Linked DNA regions of Sus scrofa: region 2 is linked to region 1. The links are chromatin contacts, called in public HiChIP or PLAC-seq maps. All regions are on one chromosome and are shown on one strand. Each heading gives the region's core, a stretch centred on a gene start, on an enhancer-like site or on the middle of the called end of the contact. The rest is flanking DNA. Distances are from core to core; before and after follow the strand shown. Region 1 overlaps GPD1L (glycerol-3-phosphate dehydrogenase 1-like protein). Region 2 overlaps CMTM7 (CKLF like MARVEL transmembrane domain containing 7).

Region 1 (6,053 bases), core at 2,440-4,939:
GCCACAGCAACTCAGGATCCAACCATATCTGTGACCTACACCACAGCTCTCAACAACACCGGATCCTTAACCCACTGAGTGGGGTCAGGGATCCAACCCTCATTCACATGGATACTAGTTGAGTTCATTACTGCTGAGCCACAGTGGGAACTCCTCATATTATTTCTTGACAATCGTCTTTTTTTCTGCATTGGAAGACTTAGCTCTAATTGTGATGTTTGCTTGTTTGTTACTTGTTTATCTTCTCCTTTCCCACCCCAAGAGGAATGTAGCCTAGAGAGAGCTTGGGCCTTGGAGCTAGAACACCTGGGTTAGAATTTGGGCTTTGCCTTCTGCAGGCTGTGTGACCTAGGGCAACTTGGTAAACCTCTCTAGGCCTCTTGTCTGTCAATGGGGAAAATCATAAGCATGTAAATAGCAGCTATCCCATTATTATGTAAACTTTTGCAGGCTGATTTTTACTAACAGGCTGTTTTCATACCTGATTCTTATTTTTTTGAAAATTTTATTCGAGTATAGTTAGTTTACAATGTTGTATTAATTTTTGCTGTGCAGCAAAGTGACTTAGTTATATACATATATTTTTTCATAAGCTTTTCCATTATGGCTTATCACAGGATATTGAATATAGTTCCCTGTGCTAAACGGTACACACCTGATTCTTACAGACACTCATACCAGTTCTAAGAGTGCTTTACTCATGAGGCCAGAGGAGGCTAAATCAGAGGTTTGCAAACTTGTCTGCCCGTTTGGAGTCACCTGGGGAGCTTCAAAAATTAGTGATGCCTGTTCTACCCTAGAGCTTGTGATTTAATTGGTCTGTGGTATGCCCAGCCTTCATGCTTTTCAAGATCCCCAGATAATTGTAATGTGCAGGCAAGCTTGGGAACAAGCTTGGGAGCCTAGAGGCAGGAAGGGCCCAGGTGCTATGGTCCTCAGAGAGTTTTCTGCCAGCTGTTTGTGGAGATTGTGACATGAGAACCAGGTCTTGGCTGATGAATTTATTTTATCATTCTGAATTCCAGGCCCTCCCACAGTTGAGCCCCACCTTGCACCCCGCCAACCAGAGCAATTTTTTTTTTTTTTTTTTTTTTTTTTGGCTACCCGAGGCATATGGAGCTCGTGGGCCAGGGATCAGATTTGAGCCATGGCCGCAAACTAAGACTCAGTTGCGGTAATGCTGGATCCTTAACCCACCGTGCCCAGGGCAGGATTGATCCCAAGTCCCAGTGCTCCCAAAACGCTGCCAATCCCATTGTGCTACAGTGGGAGCTCCCAGAGCGGATTTCACTGCAGGCTTTGTGTGTAAAGTTTGATTTTGTTTTGAGCTGGAAGTTTCTAAACAAAAGGATGGCGTGTAAAAACCAAGGCTCTGTGCATTCCAGGCTCAGAGGGGAAACAGTGAGGGCAAAACCCAGGACCCTTTGAATGCATGGCCATCTTCTGCAATTTAGTCAGTGAATGCACTGGTCAGTGTTGCATCTGTTTTCTGTTGCCCTAGTGATGTTAAGTAACAAAGAATCCCAGAATCTCAGTGGCATCCTGTATATGTACAGTTGACAGCTCTGTGGATCCACTGAGGGGTTAGTGGATCTCTGCTGGGTTGGCTCTGCTTCTCTGTCTCCTCTCCTTGTGAGGTCCAGCAGGCCAGCTGGGGCATGTTCTTCTCACAGTGAAGGCAGAGGGGCAAGGGAAGCAGCCCTCCTACTGCACAAATGAGCTTCAAGCCTCTGCTGTGTGTCTATTAATGTCCCCTTGACCAAAGCCTATCATGTGATTGAGCCCAAGGCCAAGGGGTGGGGAAATCTGCCCCACTCACTGTGGTCCGTGAGTTAAGTTTTGTTTGGGGCAAAGCGAGGACTGTATAGCTCGAGAGGCAGCATCTCAGATAGCTCTGAAAAACCGCTCCAAAGGCCTGTCAGTGACATCCCTTTCTAACGTCAGTAGAAAGGGATGTCCTCTCCTGCGGGAAAGAGAGGGTAAATGGTTTTGAACAGTGTGTTTGTTACAGATGTAAACACAGAAGTTGAGCTTTTTTTTTAATAATGATTTTTATTTTTTCCATTATAGCTGATTTACAGTATTCTGTCAGTTTTTTGCTACCCAGCAAGGTGACCCAGTCACACATACATGTATACATTCTTTTTTCTCACATTATGCTCCATCACAAGTGACCAGATATAGTTCCCAGAAGTTGAGCTTAGAAGTGTCTGTGGTAGTGAAAGATTGCCACAGTTTTATTAGATATCAAACAAGAGAAAGATGCTTAAATAAATAAAATGTAATGCATGTACTCAGTGTTGACTTAAAAAATAAAGAAAAAAGCACAGTGTGAGAGCTATGAGTGAGTTAAAGTTTGTTTGGGGCAAAGCGAGGACTGTATAGCTTGAGAGGCAGCATCTCAGATACCTCTGAGAAACCGCTCCAAAGGCCTGTCAGTGACAAAGAATGTCAGTATGTATGTGATTTTGGTGAAGGGAGAAGGGTACATGCAATCAAACACACATTTCATAGAAGTTCGCTGCTAAATCTCCCATGAAGGTTACTACTAGTCACAAAGAGCAGGTGTCACCATGAAAGATTTTCTAGATACGAAGAGGTATGGATTTTATGGATGATATGGATAAGGATTTTCTAGATACGATATGCTTTTCTATATATGAGGAGATGCAAGAATTGGGCTCATGCAATCTTCTCTTGAAAATATCTTAACTATATGAAGACCTGTTCTGCCAGTTTTCTCAGTGTGCCATAACCTGAGCACTTTTCAGGGGGTGTTGAGGGTCAGCAGCTGCAGTGGCTCATGATTCAATCCATGTAGAGGCAGACGGCAAGTGCCAGTCTCCTGCTCACATCTGGAGAACACAAAACAGCCACTTAAAATAATGTAGAAAATGGGAGTTCCCTTGTGGCTCGGCAGGTTAAGGGTCCAGCATTGTCACTGCTGTGGTGAAGGTGTGATCCGTGGCCTGGGAACTTCGACATGCCTCGGGTGCAGCCAAAAATAAAAATAAAAAATGTAGGAAGCATATGATGTCACTGAAAATTATTCTTGCCGTAAGTGAGGGAAAGCAGATTATGAAACCACATCCACGTTATGATCTCAATTTTGCAAAAAACTGTATTATGTATTCCTCTTCCAGTAAGTTAAAGATGTATGCCAAATTGTTAATGATGATCTGGGGTGGAATTACAGACTATTTTAATTTTCTCTTTCTAGTTCTCTGACTTCTAAATTTCCTATCAGGAACATATGTTACTTTTGTAATAAGAAGAAAGTCATTTTGAACTGTGTTAGATATGAAAATTAGGCCGAAAGGCTGTTATTAATTTCCTTTTCTCTAACCTTTGAATAGGCAGCAAGGTCATGGAGAATGGCCTTCTCTTCAAAGAACTTCTGCAGACTCCGAATTTTCGAATTACGGTGGTGGATGATGCAGACACCGTTGAACTTTGTGGTGCTCTGAAGGTAAAGCAGCCCTATTATTTCTGCCCCCGCCATTGGCGTTATTGCAACCAGTCCCCAAGCAGCGCTCTGTGTTCTGTGGGTGTTCTTGGAGCAGAACAGTGAATTGGCAGCCTTGTTTATCACTTCCTGCTTCGCCCCAGCCTTTCCTGGACAGTGATATTTCCTCTCAATTTGCGGTTTGCTTTTATTTGTAAATCTGGGAGGCACTGTGGTGTTTTGTTGTTGGGGAAACTGACCACATTAACATTTGGAAAGCAAGGGGTGGACTTTGATCTTGGAATCTCCCCTGGCAGGGAGTCTTCTATTAATTGATACCTTTTCACCTTACACATTATCTTGAACTTGGAGGAGGAACTTGGTCACTGTGAATGTGCCACTGATGGGTTTGATAATGTGGCTGGCTCTTTTTAAAGGAAAAAAAGCAGTCTGCTGAGACAGGTTTTTCTAAGAATAGCTTTATCTAAAAAAGGAAAAGGTCAGATTAAAGAAGCAGCTTCTATTGGCTAGTGGCTTGGGCGGGTCAAGGGGAGTTTCTGCCCTTGGACTTGGGCTCCTGAGATATTCCCTTCTGCCTTTCAAAGTTTTAAAAGGGGTACATAGAAGGGAGTTCCCTGGTGGTCTGGTGATTAGGACTCAGCGCTTTCACTGCTTGTGGCCCGGGTTCAATCCCCGGTCTGCTGGGAACCGAGATCCCTGTAAGCTGCTGTACACTGAGGCCAAGAAGAAAAAAAAAAAACACAAACTCGTGGTTGCCGTATGGTCCCTGTATCCTGACTACAGGAAAGAGCCAGCAGGGAACTGGACTTCAACTTGTGATCCTTCTCCCCTTGGAATCAGAGCTGTCTTACTGCCATCTCAAAGGGGGGGGGGGGGCGGAGGCGGGGAATAAAAAGCCTCAATGTGAACGAATAACCCTTTTGAGTCATTTCTTTTGTAGCAGCAACTGCTTTTCAGGAACTTGAGTGCCTAGGGAAGGAAATTAAGTAATCTGGCATTTGCCTCACTTTGTCGGGTGGAAATTGCAAAGATTAGAAAAATGCAGGGAGACCAGCCCAGAGAGTGTCTTCCCACTCTTCAAACAGTACATCTTTTTTTCTAGTCAGAATTCAAAACCACCTTCTAGAATTAATATCACTTGGACTCCCAGGCAGCCTGCGTCCATCTTTCTGAGTGCTTAGGGGGTAATCTCACATTGCACTCAGCCTGTTATATGGCTAAGATGCTGGCTTTGGCTGCATTGTTTATTTTTGTTGGTTGAGATTTTTATGGGTTTTTAATAGTCCTTCATTAAACTAATGACCACTCACCAGCAGAGGCACCATGAAGGCCTAATTGCTCAGCAAGGTCTGGGTGCTCCAAAGCTGTTTTAAAGTTTGGTGGTGGGTGGAGATGCTGTGAGACCCTGCCCAGAGCAAAGGTGCTGGGGGAGAAGAAAGCTGCTAAATGGAGGGCTCTGGAGAAGCTTCTATTAATGGGACCACATGCTGGTCTTGTGTCTGAACTTAGCCTAGCTTTTCATTTCTGTTGGCAGGAAGCCTACCAGTGGATTTGTGCTGCTAGCATGACAGAGTGGTTTTGTTGGGGGTGGGGGGGAGCGGCAAATGGGGGTTGAGGACCATTTATTATCGTTCCCCTGGCTTTCCTTTCCAACAGGATCAGTTCCCATCATTCCTTCCAGCTTGCATTAGAGCTGGGAGTTTCGAAAACTGAGAAACAGGCGCCTTGGCAGTAATAACAGCTAAGGAGATAGAGACCTTATCTCTAGTCAAGGACTAGAGATCTAGTCTAGTCTTATCTAGTCAAGAACTCCAAAGTAGCCTCTGTTAGCACAGGCAGAAAGTGAACACTGATTTTAAGGATCAGTGGTGCTCTTTAGTGTCCAGGCAGTTGAATAAAATGAAGCCCTCCCTTGTTAGAGCCTGCCAGGCAGGCGCAGATGGGCATATGTTCCTTTGATTATGTAATTAATAGTTTTGTTGTTGTCTTCCTGTTTATAAAAGGTAGTTCTACACAATAGAGATGTAAAAAAGAAAGTGAAAATGACTGACAATCTCTATATCCTGACATAACCACTATTAATGTTTGTTATATATACTTTTGCAGTCTTTTTGACAAGTACACATGTATGTGTACCCTCTTTTTAAAAGTTTTATTTATTTGTATTCATTTTTTATTTTTTGCTGCTGCATGCAATGGCGTGATATGGAATCTCATTTCCCAGACCAGGGATCCAACCTGGGCTTCATTGGTGAAAGCACCAAGTCCTAACCACTAGACCACCAGGGAACTCCCATGTATGTCCCTTTTCTTGCCCTTTTTTTTTTTTTCTTTTTTTTCTTTTTTTTTTTTGTCTTTTTAGGGCCACACCCATGACCTATGGAAGTTCCCAGGCTAAGGGGTCGAACTGGAGATGCACCTGCCAGCCTGCACCACAGCAATAGCCAATCCAAGTCTTTTTTTTTTTTTTTTTTGTCTTTTTGCCTTTTTCTAGGGCCACTCCTACGGCATATGGAGGTTCCCAGGCTAGGGGTCTAATTGGAGCTGTAGCCACTGGCCTACACCAGAACCACAGCGATGTGGGATC
Region 2 (6,053 bases), core at 2,607-5,106, 220 kb after region 1:
TGGTGGCTCAGTGGGTTAAGGCTATGGCATTGTCACTGCTACAGCACAGGTTCAATGCCTGGCCCCAGAACTTCTGCATGCCGAGGATGAGGCCAAAAAGAAATCAAAAGTTATGGATGTTATTCCTGATGACAGAGGTAATAGTTCACTGTAGAAACTTCAGGAGACACAAAGAAGACAACAGACTCTCCCACTCCCTCTTCCCCAGTTTTGTTTTTTTTCATTGTTGTTGTTGTTTTTTTTTTTGGCTATGCTCACAACATGAGGAAGTTCTCTAGCCAGGGATGGAACCCATACCACAGCCTCCACGCAAGCCACAGCAGTGACAACACCAGATCCTTAACCCCATGCGGCACAAAGGAACTCCCCCAAGATTACTATTTAGAGTAAGATTTTATACTATTTCATAATGGACACATATAATTTGCGGTTGTTGCTTTTGTTTTGTTTTTACCAAAGTAGGACGATACTATACAGTTTGTAAAATGCATATTTTGCTTAATATGCGATGAATGATTTCTTGTGTGGCTGACCGTTCCTGTGTAATTGGTTTTTGTAGCCAGTCACAGATGTACCATGGTCTTTGTGAGCAGCCCCCTCCCCCTTTTTGTGTCTCAAGAAGCTTCCACTTCTGCCCTTTCACGAACAAGGCTGTGCTGAACGCCCGTGCAGAGAAGTTTTGGTGTACGAAGCTGTAAATACTTCCCCAGGATAAATGGCTGTGACCTTTCCCTGAGAGAGCAATGGAGTGCCTCTTGCCCTTCTGAGCATGGTGGCGTTAAACAATCTTCTAGACTTTTTAACCTCTGGAAATTAACGGATGCTCCTGTATCACCCAGAAACAATGTGATAGTAATGATATTTTAAGCCATAATAGTATTTTTTGTGTCTGCTGGTTTGGAAAAGAAACAGTGACATTGGTGGGATGGAAGATTATTTTTATTTATTTATTATTTTTACTTATTTTAAAATTTTATTTTATTTTATTTTTGGCCCTGCCCATGGCATGTGGACGTTCCAGGGCCAAGGATCAGACCTGCGCCACAGCAGTGACAGTGCTGGATCCTTAGCCAACCGAGCCACAAGGGAACTCCATTTTCGTGCTGTTTTGAATGCATTTGCAGTTAAGTGATGGCAACAGCCTGTGCAGATGATGGAAGGATGATAGGACTACACAGTTGTCGGGCCTTATTTATTCAGGCTGCAGAGTGTGTGGATTTCCTGACTACTAGCAAGAATCCCTCTCCAGAACACCCCAAATGACCGCCTTCAACCCAGATCCAGAGCCACTGGCCAGAGGAGCGTGTACTGATGAAAACAGGAGCTGAGGGATCCACAAGGCTGGGGGACCAGGGTGCCGCTGAGAGGGGGTATGGGTTGGTGCCCCATGAGTCTGAACAGAGTCCACAGCGTTTCTGGCATGACAGTGAGTCCTGGAGGCCCTCCAGCCCATCCCTGGGCCTCCGTGTCTAGGTCAATGCATTTATTTCAGTTCTGTATCAGGGATGGCATCTTCTCTCCTCCCTTCCTCCTGCTCTCAGCGATGGAGCTTCCTGCTCTGGCCCCTGGCCGTCCATCTGTTTCCTCCCCCTGCCACCCGCCCGCTGTGCTGGCCCCGGCCTGCTGCCCAGCGTCCTCCCTCTGACCCGCCGCCTGCCACATGCTGTCCTTCTTTGTCACTCATTTGGCTCAGCAGTTCCCTTGCCTGCTGCATTCATTCCTCTCTGGGGTCCTTAGCAACTCCTGGCATCGGTGGCCTGGCTCAGGGCCCAGCACTGGCTGCTGGTCCTCTAGCCCCAGTTCTTTGGGAGGGAGGAGGGCTCACAGGGAGCACGGGCTCTCTCTCCAGCCAGCCCAGCTCGCTCCGTTCCCTGGCAGAAATCAGAACCAAGAAGCTTCTCAGCCCCCTTGCAGAGAATTTCTTTCACCTGGTTTGTCTTAATCAGCAGAGGCAGTGACAAGGCTGTTCCTTTTACTTTAGATGGATAGAGGGATAGATGGATGGGTAAAGGGAAATATGGTTTCCACATATTACCCACAAAAAGAACTGCTGTGAAACTTAGAGTGTAACAGATAACATCCTCATTTTTAGAGATGGAAAAAGTGAAATTCCTTCAGAAGGGAATGGGAAAGGGGAGAAATGGAAAAATTAATTAGGTGCTTTCAGGTGCTTATTTTTCAGAATAAGTTGGACCTTCTGAAAAGTGGAGAGTTACTAAATATAGCATGACCTCCATATCTTTTTACTTTTCTCTTAGGTTTTTTTAATTATTATTATTCCTCTAAGGAGGAAGCAACAATGCTAAAATTGTTTATAAACAAGTATTTTTTTAAACTTTTCCTCTCAAATGTTGAAAGTGATACTTAACTAATATTATTATTATTGTCTATCATGTATTGAGTTCCCATTAGGTGACAGCAACTGGGCTAGGTGTTACATGTGTGTGACCTCATTTAATCCTCATGATAGGTAGGTAGGTCTTATCATTAGCTGCGTTTTACAGGTGAGGAAACGTAGAGAAATTAGATGACTTGTCCCAAAGTCACAAAGTTATAAGTAGTGAAACTGGCTTTTTGGCCAGGCCATTTGAGTCCAGATCTTGAGCTCATGAAAGGGCAGTTTGGAGTCTTTTTTTTTTTTCTCCCCATTATCAATATGTCATGAGTATTTTCTCATGTCATTTGGTTTTTTTTTCTTCAGGTCCACACTGTGGCATATGGAAGTTCTCAGACTAGGGGTTGAATCAGTGTAGATGCCAGCCTACACCACAGTCACAGCAACACCAGATCCAAGCCGAATCTGTGACCTATACCACAGCTCACAGCAATGCTGGATTCTTAACCTACTGAGCAAGGCCAGGGATCGAACCTGTGTCCTCATGGATGCTAGCAGGTTCATTTCCGCTGAGCCATGACAGGAACTCCTTAAACCTCATTCGAAAATGATGCTGTGGAGTTCCCATCTTGGCTCAGGAAATGAACCTGACTAGTACGGATGAGTATGTAGGTTCGATCCCTGGCGTTGCTCAGTAGGTTAAGGATCCGGCATTGCCGTGCACTGTGGTGTAGGTCAAAGACAAGGCTAGGATCTGGCATTGCTGTGGCTGTGGTGTAAGCAGCATCTGCAGCTCCAATTCAGTCCCTAGCCTGGGAACCTCCATATGCCACAGGAGCAGCCCTAAAAAGACAAAAAGAAAGAAAGAAAAGAAAATGATGCTGTGATAATGACATATGAGTTTATTATTTGGTTGGTCCATAATTTATACATTTGGCTCCTCACTAGTGGGTGGGTAGCTAATCTAAAAGGAGGCGTTCTGAGATGTCACAGCAGGTGCAAATGGCAATTTCACTCTTTGCCAGAGACGAAAACCCTTTGCAGAGTGGGGAAAACCCCTCCTGGGTGTGTAGGCCAGACAGCATGTGTAGTAGTTTAGAAAGTGTCTCACATGTTCCTGACTGGGCTGCTGGAAGGCTTAAGAGGAGACCATTAGTATCATTCTTCTGTTTAAGTCCTAAGTTCCTCCAGAGAGGAGAACTATGGTTTGAGTGTCTGCTCTCTTATATCAGGCCATTTTACATGCAGTTTCCCTTAGGGTAACCCTTAATGACTCTGTTCGTTATTTATTTCCCCCTTCTTTTGGTTGAATGAAGACTGAGAGGTCTTGTAACTTGCCCAAGGTCCATTAAATTCTGGAGTCGGCCTTCAAACCCAGTTGTGGCCAAGGCCTGACCCTCCCACCCCCATGGTGTGCTGTCTCTCTGTGTATGACAAACTGGTTCCCAGGCTAGCCCACTGTGGCAGGCACACCCTAGGAACTGCCTAGGGGGACCCCCAGTGAGTCACAACCTTATGTAATTCCATCCTCTTGAGTGTGGGTGGGACGTGTGACTTGTTCTAACCAATAGAATGTGGCCAAGGTGATGGGATGTCATTCCTGTGGTTATGTCGTGTGTCAAGGTGAAGGGATGCTGCAGATGTCATTAACGTTCCAAATCAGTTGATTCTGGGTTGGTCAAAAGGACATCATCTCCAGATAGACCTGACCAAATCAGGTGACAGCACTTAAAAGAGGTACTGGCTTCTTCCCAAGAGGAGAGAGTCTCTTGCTGGCCCTGGAGAAGTAAACTCCTGCCTTGCTGAGAGAAGGCCTGGCACAGGGCCACGTGGCAGATATCTGTGGATCATGTCTAGAAGCTGAGAGCAGCCCTCAGCTAAAAGGCAGCCAGAAAATAAAGACCTCGGTCCTACAGCTGCAACAAATGAGCTTGGTCCAGGCCTCAGATTAAAGCCCCAGCTTGGCCTACATCTAGATTGTAGCCATGTGAGGCCGTGAGCAGGGATGTTTACTGGGGTTCCAGACCAGTGGGAACTGGGAGATGATAAATTAGTGTTGGTTTAAGCTACTGACTTGGGGTAATTTGATATGTAGGTATCTAATACACCCACAGAAGCCTCTGCCTCCTGCATCAGATCTGGGGCTCTCATGGTTGCTTCTTAGCAAGAAAAGCTTGGGCAATACCAGTGCAGGAGGCAGGAAAAACCGTGTCTTTTTTTTTTTTTTTTTTTGGCTATGCCCACAGTATACAGAAGTTCCTGGGCCAGGGATCAAACCAATGCCACAGCAGCGACCTGAGCTGCTACAGTGACAGCACCCAACCCACTGTGCCACAAGAGAACTCCTACAGTGCCATTTTTATTTTATTTTATTTCTGCTTTTTAGGGCCGCACACACAGCATATAGAAGTTCCCAGGCTAGGGATCGAATTGGACCTACAGCTGCCAGCCTACACCACAGCCACAGCAATGCGAGATCTGAGCTGCATCTGTGACCTACACCACAGTTCGTGGCAACGCTGGATCCTTAACCCACTGAGTGAGGCCAGGGATCGAACCCACATCCTCATGGATACTAGTCAGATTCGTTTCTACTGCTCCACAACGGGAACTCCATTTTTATAAAAATTACACAATTTTTATCTGGGCTGTGGTCATAGGTCATCGAATTCCTGTGGAGTAAATCTGTTGGTTGAGTTCTTGCTCTGGGCGTCATGCTGAATGCTTTGTATGTGAGAACTCACTCATCATTACATCTCCAAGAGGTGTCAGTATTTCCATTTTACAGATGGGGAAACTGTGTGGGAGTTTAAATACCTTCTGTGCAGCCGCCACTCGGCTTGTAAAACTGCCTCTAAGGCCCAGCAGTCTGGCTGCCCTCTGAGGTCCCTCCCCAGAGCTATTTGAAAAAAATAAAAATCCGTATGTAAACAATAACTGTGTTTGTACAGTTGTTAAAGTGGTATTTACTTTTTTTGAATAGATAACATTCACATGATCAAGATTTTAAAAGTAGGAGTTCCTTTCGTGGCTCAGTGGTTAACAAACCCAACTAGGATCCATGAGGATGCGGGTTCAATCCCTGGCCTCACTCAGTGGGTTAAGGATCCAGCACTGCCGTGGGCTGTGGTGTAGGTCACAGACATGGCTTGGATCCCATGTTGCTGTGTCTGTGGTATAGGCCAGCAGCTGCAGCTCCAATTTGACCCCTAGCCTGGGAACTTCCATATGCTACTGTCTAAAAAGACAAAAAAAAAAAAAAAAATTTCTTTTTTTTTTTTTTAAAGTAGAAAAAGTCCTCCCAGTTCACCCTTTTCCCTTCCTGGAGGCCGCCAGTAGTATCAGTTTCTTGTATATCCTTCAAGAGTAGTTTTATGTTTCTCTTTGTGTTTGCTTTCCATCTTAATCATTCCGTATGCATTCAGAGTGTTCTCATTCTCATTTTCCTTAACAGCTGCATATGTCCCAAAGAATGGATTTACCATGATTTATATGACCTGTCCCTGTTGACAGACATTTAGATTATTTCACATCTTTTGTTACCTCCTAATGCTGTTGTGGGCAGCTTTGTGTATATCATAGTTTTGTGTGTGTAAAAGATTATCAGAAAGAGAAATTCCTGAAAGTAGAATGGCTGGGCCAGATGTTGGCTGTTCTTAGAAATTTTTTCATCTGGCCTGTAACTCAGATTCTCAAACATCACCTGTGGTTTCCTTAC

The links. HiChIP or PLAC-seq counts read pairs in DNA pulled down with a chosen protein or histone mark.
Region 2: an H3K27ac HiChIP or PLAC-seq map of alveolar macrophages shows a contact between it and region 1. The contact joins two enhancer-like sites. A contact is called at or near these places in 1 of 47 Hi-C or Micro-C datasets (embryonic fibroblasts) and 2 of 2 datasets of contacts at active chromatin or transcription factors (alveolar macrophages and skeletal muscle).

The regions. Positions count from the first base shown.
Region 1 is chr13:18,153,787-18,159,839 of Sscrofa11.1, forward strand. It overlaps GPD1L (glycerol-3-phosphate dehydrogenase 1-like protein), which reads left to right. Exons shown (of 8, transcript XM_003483139.4): 5 at 3,357-3,469. Among named protein-coding and RNA genes, the nearest start is that of GPD1L, 30 kb to the left of the region's middle. Within about 2 kb of position 3,690, at least 19 of the 83 cell types and tissues checked have an H3K27ac peak or open chromatin away from gene starts, as enhancers often do. A contact at or near this core is called in alveolar macrophages, where this site is marked.
Region 2 is chr13:18,376,690-18,382,742 of Sscrofa11.1, forward strand. The region is part of intron 1 of CMTM7 (CKLF like MARVEL transmembrane domain containing 7); the gene reads left to right. Among named protein-coding and RNA genes, the nearest start is that of CMTM7, 7.5 kb to the left of the region's middle. Within about 2 kb of position 3,857, at least 3 of the 83 cell types and tissues checked have an H3K27ac peak or open chromatin away from gene starts, as enhancers often do. A contact at or near this core is called in alveolar macrophages, where this site is marked.